Linked DNA regions of Gossypium hirsutum: region 2 is linked to region 1. A link is a contact called in public Hi-C data. All regions are on one chromosome and are shown on one strand. The core of a region is the stretch at or near the end of the contact, and the rest is flanking DNA. Distances in the headings are between cores, read along the strand shown. Region 1 holds the start of LOC107948613. Region 2 holds the start of LOC107948568 (histone-lysine N-methyltransferase, H3 lysine-9 specific SUVH4).

The links. Hi-C and Micro-C count contacts between places; a contact is called where the count stands out from the background.
Region 2: a contact with region 1 is called in a Hi-C map of leaf, with 1.7 times the contacts expected there. The contact joins the promoter of LOC107948568 here to the promoter of LOC107948613 in region 1. A contact is called at or near these places in 2 of 34 Hi-C or Micro-C datasets (leaf and seedling).

Annotation. Positions count from the first base shown.
Region 1 is chrD04:14,808,979-14,813,469 of Gossypium_hirsutum_v2.1, forward strand. LOC107948613 reads left to right here and starts at 2,791. Exons shown (of 4, transcript XM_016883233.2): 1 at 2,791-2,999; 2 at 3,245-3,341; 3 at 3,513-3,567; 4 at 3,659-4,027. The coding sequence starts at 2,886. The coding sequence ends at 3,872. It overlaps LOC107948602 (DNA replication ATP-dependent helicase/nuclease JHS1), which reads left to right. Exons shown (of 34, transcript XM_041092029.1): 26 at 1-45; 27 at 539-616; 28 at 707-799; 29 at 886-1,023; 30 at 1,183-1,222; 31 at 1,305-1,378; 32 at 1,496-1,630; 33 at 1,743-1,862; 34 at 1,959-2,295. The coding sequence ends at 2,126.
Region 2 is chrD04:14,998,476-15,003,281 of Gossypium_hirsutum_v2.1, forward strand. It overlaps LOC107948568 (histone-lysine N-methyltransferase, H3 lysine-9 specific SUVH4), which reads left to right and starts at 3,310. Exons shown (of 15, transcript XM_016883168.2): 1 at 3,310-4,211; 2 at 4,368-4,436; 3 at 4,633-4,701. The coding sequence starts at 3,723.

The DNA of each region.
Region 1 (4,491 bases), core at 1,541-4,040:
TTTGATGTATGCATTATCGATGAAGCTGGACAGACAACCCTCCCAGTATGTACTATTTCAAGTTTATGCATTTTGATTTTCATCTAGACTATGATCCATGTTCAATGATACTATATCGAGATTTCAAACATTAAGTGGTGGGAAAATAAATCCATGTTCAATTATACTAAATGTAGATTGCATTACCTAAAGTGGCAGGAAAATAAATGGTGGAAATAGAAACAAAGGCTTAGCCATTATTTATGGGGAAAAAATGAGGGTAAAACTGGAAAAGAAAGTAGGGAGAAAAGGCTAAGAGGATGCTAAAGTTGCATGATGAAGAATCTATATTTTGAGTTTTGTTGTCCCGAAAAGAAAAAACATGCTCGGCACAATTTCATTTTTTATTATATGAGGATGCTATCATGTTGTTCAGTATATTCTATAGACTACTTTTAGTTTCCAGGGATAAGAGGTGCTACTGTTTGTATTTAAAAAGCGGAAAGTCAAATGTTTTCTGGACTTAACTGTCAGTTGATGAAAGATCATGTCATATCAGGTGTCACTAGGACCCTTGATGTTTTCATCTACATTTGTCCTTGTTGGAGATCACTATCAACTGCCTCCCTTGATTCAGGTATGTATATATTTATCGTCAGCTCTAGCTATTTAACTTACTGGAGAAAATTTGAAGCTCTTTCACAGTGTAATGCCTATTGATTTCCAGAGTACAGAGGCTCGAGAAAAAGGAATGGGAATAAGTTTGTTCTGTAGGCTATCAGAAGCACATTCACATGCAATTGCACCATTGCAAAGCCAGGTTACCCCTTGAGATAATTAAAATTTTGTATCTCAATTCTTTGATATTTTATTATTGTCTGAATTTATTAATTCTTTTTCCTATAGTACCGAATGTGTCAAAGTATTATGGAACTGTCAAATGCCTTGATATACGGTGATCGATTGCATTGTGGTTCTCCTGAAATAGCTAATGCAAAACTCAAGTTCACAAAACCAATCGCTTGTTCATCATGGCTAAAAATTGTAAGAGTGGTTTCTAATTTCCTTGTTTATAACCTGTATTTGTTTTTATTTTTTTGAATCCTATGTGGTTTGTGCTAAGATTGCTGTTATCATCAAAATTCAACATTTTTGTGCTACTTAAAAATAGCATTTTCCTCTTACATTTCCTTATGGATGCAGGTTCTAAATCCAAGCAAGCCAGTCATTTTTGTTAATACAGGTTTGATAGTTATTTAATTTTACTTGGGATCTGTTGAATACTTGTATGTCTGAACCCTTACCAGAGTGTTTTCCATGTTTAGATATGTTGCCTGCTTTAGAGGCTAGAGACCAGAAAACTGTGAATAATCCAATGGAAGCTTATATAATTGCAGAGGTAGGATCCAAATTTGACTAAAATATTTGCCCGGAAATTATTCTTTTGTTGTTAATGTGACCGACCAGAATGCAACTTGATGCATGGGATGGCATGACATTTACTCGTTTCATGTAGATAACAGATGGATTAGTCAACAATGGAATTGAAGGCAAAGATATTGGCATCATTACACCTTATAACTCACAGGCAAGTTTCATCAGACATGCTTGCAAAGCATCCGTGGAGACGCATACTATTGACAGATACCAGGTTGGGCTGAAGTTTAGCAAGCCTTTATTATCTTGTCTTGTTGTGTCTTGGGTGCTATTATTAATTCTTCATATTAATGAGCATGTGTGTTTCAATTACCATTATTGTCCAGGGGAGAGACAAGGACTGCATATTAGTATCCTTTGTTAGGTCCAATGAGAATCCTAGAAGCTGCAGTGCTTCACTGCTTGCAGATTGGCATAGGATTAATGTTGCTCTTACACGACCCAAGGTATTATAGTTGTTAAAAATTCATCTTAGTTGCAAAGCAAACATTTAGTCTCTAAAATAAAATAGTATGGTTTATGATGGATTGTTGATTGTACAGAAGAAGTTGATAATGGTGGGGTCATGGGGAACCCTGTCAAAGGTTCCAATGCTTAAGCTTCTTATTGACAAAATTGATGAGCAATCTGGTATTTTGAGTTTGTCCAACGATGATTTCAACCACCAAACTTGGGCGCTTCAGAGATGCTCTTGGTCGCAGATCAGATAGTTAAGATTTTTGCCCTCTTGCATTTGCAAAACCAGGCATTTTGTTCATTAGTTTATTTTTATAAATTCAATTATTATTTTTATCTTTTAAAATATAAATATGAAAGCATGGCTTTTCCCTTCTCTTTTTGCACTAATACTCAAGAGGATATGAATTCATTCAAAAATGATTTAGATGGTTTCGGCTCACTAGCAAGGATGAGACTTTGAAGTCTTAGGTTAAAAAAATGGTTAATTTGGTTCAAGAGGTGGTAAATATGTAATAAATGAAATTAATTACTAAAAAGTGCTTGCAAAGAAGATTGATACAAGGTCGTGTGTATTGTTGGAAATAATCATATAAATTTTACATTGAGGATGAAAAAGAATGGTGAATTGATGTTCAACAATTACCATTTTTATCTTTTTTCTTAAAACATTTTCATAGATTTAGTTTAGTGTACATTCACCTTTAAAAATTTGTATTTTTAATTTAAAACTGAAGTGAGATTGTCAAAGAATCACCATTATACATTTTCTCTTCCTTTTTTGAAGTGTGCAAAAACATATACGACACGTCAGTTGACAGAATTAATGGGAAAACGTATCTTAAAACACTCAACATACACATTTCAAAGAGTAGTCAAATTATAATTAAGGGAGTAAATCTAACAAAAATGTATAGTACAGGGGCTTTTTTAAAATTTGACCTATAAATAAAAGCTAAAAGGATTTAAAACTCAGTTCAAGTAAGGGGAAAAATAATCTGACTTGAATATCGATGGCAGTGGCGTCAACAGCGAGCCTGCTCATAGCCCTCCAATCGGAGCGTCGGAAATCCAACGGTGCTCTTCCTCTCGTACTCCCTAAACCCACTTGGGTTGTCAGAACTGAGGTCAAACTTTTTTTTTATCTAAGTTTTAATTCACTGTCAAATTTCCTATTTCTCGTAGACTGACCTTTTGATGTTTTTATCAAGTATTGTTCTTGTTGCTATGTTTGTTTTAATTTTAGGTTAACGTTTCTGCTGATATTCTTTGTAATCATGTCCATGGTTAGATTCTATTGTTTATGATGCTGAAATTAATACACCTAATCAATTGCTGAGTTTCTGAAAATAATGTTGATATATAATTGCAGTCAAATGCTGGGCGAAAGAGGATGAGGAAGCCTGATCCACCGTGCGTTGTCTGCAAGGGGAGCGGCAGAGTTGATTGTCATTATTGTTATGGAAGAGGTCTTTCTCTCTCCTTTTATGTAATAATAATAATAATAAGAATCCTTGTTCGCCTTTTTAATTGACTGCTTTCTATGCTCTTTTAGCTCTATTACTTCGACCACCATATTTATATGCATCTCTTTTGTGATATCATATGATGCATTCCCTATTTCTGCTAAAAACTTGTAGGAAGGACAAACCAAGTTCATCTAGAGATGCTTCCCAAGGGAGAATGGCCAAAATGGTGAGGTATCAATATACATGTTAATATATAAGCTGCATACGGAGTGGTGGTAGGCAAAGGTGAACTTGTGTTGTGATTACTACTGGTGCAGGTGCAGGAGTTGTGGTGGCAGTGGCCTTAGCTACTGCTCTCGATGCCTTGGAACTGGGGAATACAGGTATATAATGGGTTTCCATTTCATGAAGACAGATGATGATGGCACCCAACACAAGAAGTATCAGATTGAAGGTGACTGTGATTCACAGGGTGCAGCCGACCGACTGCTGCGTGGAGAGCAGAGCGATGATTCAGGTAATGAGATATGAAGGAAGCATGTATTTGCACTACTATCCATACCAACTTTGTAACTCGACTGCTCTTTCGGCTATGCTATAGTCATAATTTAGACAAGTGACAACTTTGATTATTATTACCCACAATTACTCATAATATATAGTAACCCTATGGGTTTCTTTTTTCACTTTTGTATTACGGATAATGTCTTATAATGAGATAAGTTTTTAATATTTTCACTTATTTATAACTTTTAAGCTCTTAATATTTTTTATGTTTTCCCTTTAAAACTCAATATCAATGCTTAATGTTATTTTTTAAAAATATTTTCACATTAAGGTTTTTTATAATTAAACCATTTATATTTTTTTATAATTAAGATTATTTATAATTTTTTATATTTTCATTTTCAATCTTTGACGCATAATCACTTTTAATATTAATATTAAAATAAGGTATAACCCGCCATTCATTATTTTACAAACTCAAATTAAAAACGCTTTCTTTCTTTCTTTATTTTTATTTTTAATTATTTTAATTTCTTTTTCTATAAACATGTTTTATAAAATCAATTTATTTTTTTATTTTACGTAATTACTTTTAATAAACAATTTTAATTTTTTTTTCAAAATCAGGTTTAAATTGTTTTCT
Region 2 (4,806 bases), core at 2,060-4,559, 190 kb after region 1:
AACTTTTACTCCTTCCCACTTTCCCCCCAAAACTTTTACTCCCCTCCCCTCCCAACCCCCCAATCTACCCAAAATCCATTTCCCACCAAAATTTTACTCTCCCATTTATTTTTTCTCAAAATTTTACTCCCAAAAACCCTCAAAACCTTTTATTTTCCCCCAAAATTTTTACTCCCTCCCACTTTTCCCCTAAAACTTTTATTCCCTTCCCATCTCACCTCCCATCTATCCCAAACCCTCCCCCCTCCAATTTTTTTTAATATTTTCCCTTCAAAATTTTACTCCCCCTATTTATTTTCCCTCAAATTTTTATTCCCCAAAACTTTTTAGTTTTCCCCTAAACTTTTACTTCTCACCCTTTACTCCCAAATAAAAAATCAAAATATCCAAAAAAAAATCACTAAACATAAATAGTAATAATTTTATTTATATCTACTATTTATATTATTAAAATAAATTTCACATTTTATATTATTTATATTATTGAATTGTTTAGTCATATTGAATATTTATATTAAAATTGAATTATTAATTATGCCATAAAATATTCGTGTTAAAATTTTATATTGGTATCAATTTCACATTTTATTTTTAAAATAACTTTTATTAAAAAATCATATTTTTACATCTAATATATTTTTTAATTCTAAAATACATAGTGACAAGAATCTGAAGATAATTGAAACAACTAAGCAAGCAAAGAAGCTAACCAGTATATAAAAAATTAATAAATAAATTATGAAGTGATGAAAGTTAATAAAAAATTTGATTAAGGTGGACAAATTTTATTACGATGGGTGACAATGGTTACACGGACCCAAAATTATTTTTTAAAATTTAACTCGAACAAATATATTCGATTCGATTCGGTTCGAATTCCATCTCACTCGACTCGATTCGAGAAAACTTCAAATAAAGTTAGGATGATAAAATGAGATTCGAAAACTCGATTAACTCGAAAATTTTCGATTCGATTCGATCGAATGCTCACCCTAATTTGAATACCCTATTAACTAGTCGGGCTGAGTTGGATATAGTTGGCATGCCATAGGATTGGAAGAGTTGAGGGATACTTCAACCTTGAGTCGATGAGACACTGGGTGTCACTATATTTCTTCGGATAGATTTGATGAGATACTGGGTACCAACTTACTTCGGCTTGGCCGATGAGACACTGGGTGTCAACTTTGCTTCGAACTATCCGATGAGGCACTGAGTACCATTCTGGTGTGTTTGGTTGGATCTGTGTATCTGCCAAAGTCCGAGTCTTGTTAATAGGGGCAAATAAATGGAATAGAAAAAATCGAATGAAAATGATCGACTTTATTCATGAAATGAAAAGTGAATTGAAATTGAGAAATGAGAATGAAAAGAATGAATCAAAGATTCATGAAGAGATTTTTGTTCAAATGAAATGTTATATGATATTAAATTGATGAATAGCCAAATTGAGTTGTTATAGTTGAGAAATGAAAGTTAAGAATAAATTAGTTTATTTATGAATTAATTGTTATATAATTTGACATGTTCATTTGTTATTTTATTTAAATAATTTAAATTATAGTAATACCACTGAGTATGAAATATTCAGTATACGGTTGTTTCCCGTGCGCAGGTCATTAGGGTTCAAGGTCCAGTTCAGCATCCAGAAAGATCCCGACTCCATCAAGAAAATTTTGGTGATGTATTTCTTCCTTTTGCTTAAGTGGCATGTACTAGGTGATTGAACACGAGTTGTATATATATAAATATATATATGCTAAATGATCTTGGTTGTGGGTAAATAGTTATATTCTTTTGAATGATAAATAAAATAGTGAATCAATTTATTAAGTATGATTAGTAGCGTTTTAAAGTATAAAATTATTGATTGAAATATTGGTATTGGGTTGTTTTTGGTTTTAAGTTTGCAGGGGGTTTTAAGTAAAAATAAGCAAAAATACTGTCGAAATTTTTAAAATAAAAAAGAAGCCAATTAGCATAAATTTATATGAATTTATGATTCTTTTATATATGTTCGTTATTTATTTAAGAATTATTTGTAACTTGTTTGATATGTCCGGTAATCCTCGTAACCTTGTTCCGGTGACAGTTTGGGTTAGGGGATGTTATAGCACGATTTGCCAGACTAAAGTTCTAGCCCCTTACACTAGCTCTTTGAAACAAGAAATGAATTCCATGTAGAACCAAATGAATATAAATTGATGGAAATGATGAAAGTGGAGAAATGAATTTGTTTTTTCACTGAGTATAGAAATGACTTGAGAATTAATTTAAAGTTTTTGAATTGTTATTTAGTTAATTAAATAATTGAAATTCTAAAACTAAATTAAATTAAATAGTCATTGTGAATTCGTTGTATATGAAAATTAAATATATTTCCTTACAGATTCTTTTACAGTAAAGTTGTCATGACTTTAATGACATTAGAATTGAGTTGAAAAAATTATGTAATTGAAAATTTATTTTATCTAATTAAATAAATAATATTTATTTTGAAAAAATAATATATTGAGTGAGATTAAATTATAAAGTGTTGGGGTTAAAATTTTAGAAAACACATATAATTAAACCAAATATAAGATGAGATAGGTGACAATCCTAGTAGTTTAACAAGGGTGTGCCACCCACCTCATTCTATATAGTAGAATATTGTTTTCTATTAAATAAATATTATTTGTGTTTTACCAATTCAACTAAGATTCTTCTATCACTCTCCATAATTAGATCACACTATTAGAGCTATTTACATAAGATTCATATATTGTATTTTACCAAAAAGTAGTGTGAATTTATTTTTTGAAGAATAAATTTTATTTTTTGGAATTACAATTTTACCGGTTTCTATTGAGAGAGAATTACTTTCCTACAGAAAGTAATAAATCATTTCTAGTTTTATTTTTATTCGTGATTGTTCAAGCTCACACTAGAAGCAATTCGTATTATGAGAATAACGGAAAAAATCATTCGGTTGGAAGTTAGGAATGTCTAGGATTTGTCTCGCACAAAGGAAAAATACTTTTCGGGAAAAAATTATTACTTTAAATATTACAAGCTGACTCGATTTTCAAAATTTTAATTTTTCATTATAGAAAACCGTTTCCTAGACCATATTTTTTCAACAAAAAATGCAAATTAAAATTGAGATAAATGTATTTATTTTTCATATGTTTCCATACTTGTTGAATTTTCATTTCCATAATAGAAAAGATGTAGAAGATTAAATTTGAGAAAAATATGTCTTTTTTTATAGAAAAAAGTTTGAAAAAAATTAAATCTATTAAACCTTACAAATCGGAATACCTGAGAGACACCCAGCGTAGTTGTAGGAAAATGTACAATATGCATGTAGTGTATCCCCACAAACTTTTATATTTTCTTGTTTTCCTATTACATAGCAAAAATGTATGTAAAAGTTAAAAAAAATAAAAACCTGCATCTTCCCTCCTCTGTCTCTCACTGTCTCTCTTTAATTTTTAATTTCGAATTTAGTCATCCAATGAGTTAAGGATTCCCTGCTGTGCTGTGGCTGTGGCTGTGGCGCTGTGAGTTTGTGCTTTCCCTCATCCATCCATCCATCCATCCATCCTCGCTCCTTACTGTCAAATCTTTGTTTCTTAGCCTTTTCCTCTTCTAACCCTAACTTTCCCCTCTCTCTTCTCTTCTACATTCCTTCTTTCATTTCATCATAGCATCGCATTCTTCCGTTTTAGATTTTCGATATGGTGGTTCAATCGCCGCATTCGCTCCAGAGTTCTGTCCCTACGCCTAATAACGGAACCAAAAGGGTCCAGATTCTGGTAAAAGAGAATGGTTCGGCTGTCACGGACAACGTCGCCGGACAACGGAGAGCCAGTGCCAGATTACAAGCCGCCAAACAGAAAGCTGAGATGGAGCTTTTGGCAAAGCGGAAACTGGAGCTTCTGAATGAAGATGTTGGACGTAGCACCAAAAAAGTTAATGTGGATGCTGAAAAGCTAAAGCCAAAGCTACAACCTGCTCAAACCGTGATCCAACAGCTTCCTGAGATTTCATCACTCCCTGCTGACCCTAAAATCAACAAGAAAGTGGCGAAAATGGTGGAACGAGCGGCCAAAATTGCAGAGGGGCTTGACGGTACCAATGCTCCCAATGTTGCCGAGAAAAGTGCACATATGAAGGTCAAGGAGACTATAAGGCTGTTCAACAAGCACTATCTTCACTTTGTTCAGGTCTGTCTCTATTTCTACTGATTTTTCGGTCTTCATGTCAGTTGAAACTTCACTACTCTGGTTTCGTTATATAATGTTTTGCACTGCATCCTGTTCATCATTTGAGATCGGTTAAGCAGATTTTATTCTTATACAATCTTTTCTAGTTCTTCATAGGAAGAGGAAAAGAGGTGCGGAGCAGCTAAAGTTGACAAGAAAGCCCTCAAGGCCAAGAAGAAGGCCAATGTAAGTTATTCTTGTCTTTGTTTTCAGTTGTACGGCTCATGATACTCAAGCTTTACGTTTGTGTATCTTTGTGATAACTTTTCTGACGTTGTTGCCTCTTCTACCTGTGACAATGGTGAAACATGGATTCTTTTTTTCTCTTTCAGTCATGCAATGTACTTCTTAATTTCATTGTTAATGTACAAACTATTTGCAGAGAGGAAGTGTTTCTGAGGCTGATGTTAAGGCCAAAGCTAAGCGACCTGACTTAAAGGCAATATCGAAGGCAAGTGAATGAAAATGTGCCGCATGTTCTTTTCAGTGTCTCAGACTTGTGCTTTTTGTCTATTTGGTTATTCTGTTTAAGAATTCATCATAGCTTTCATTTTCA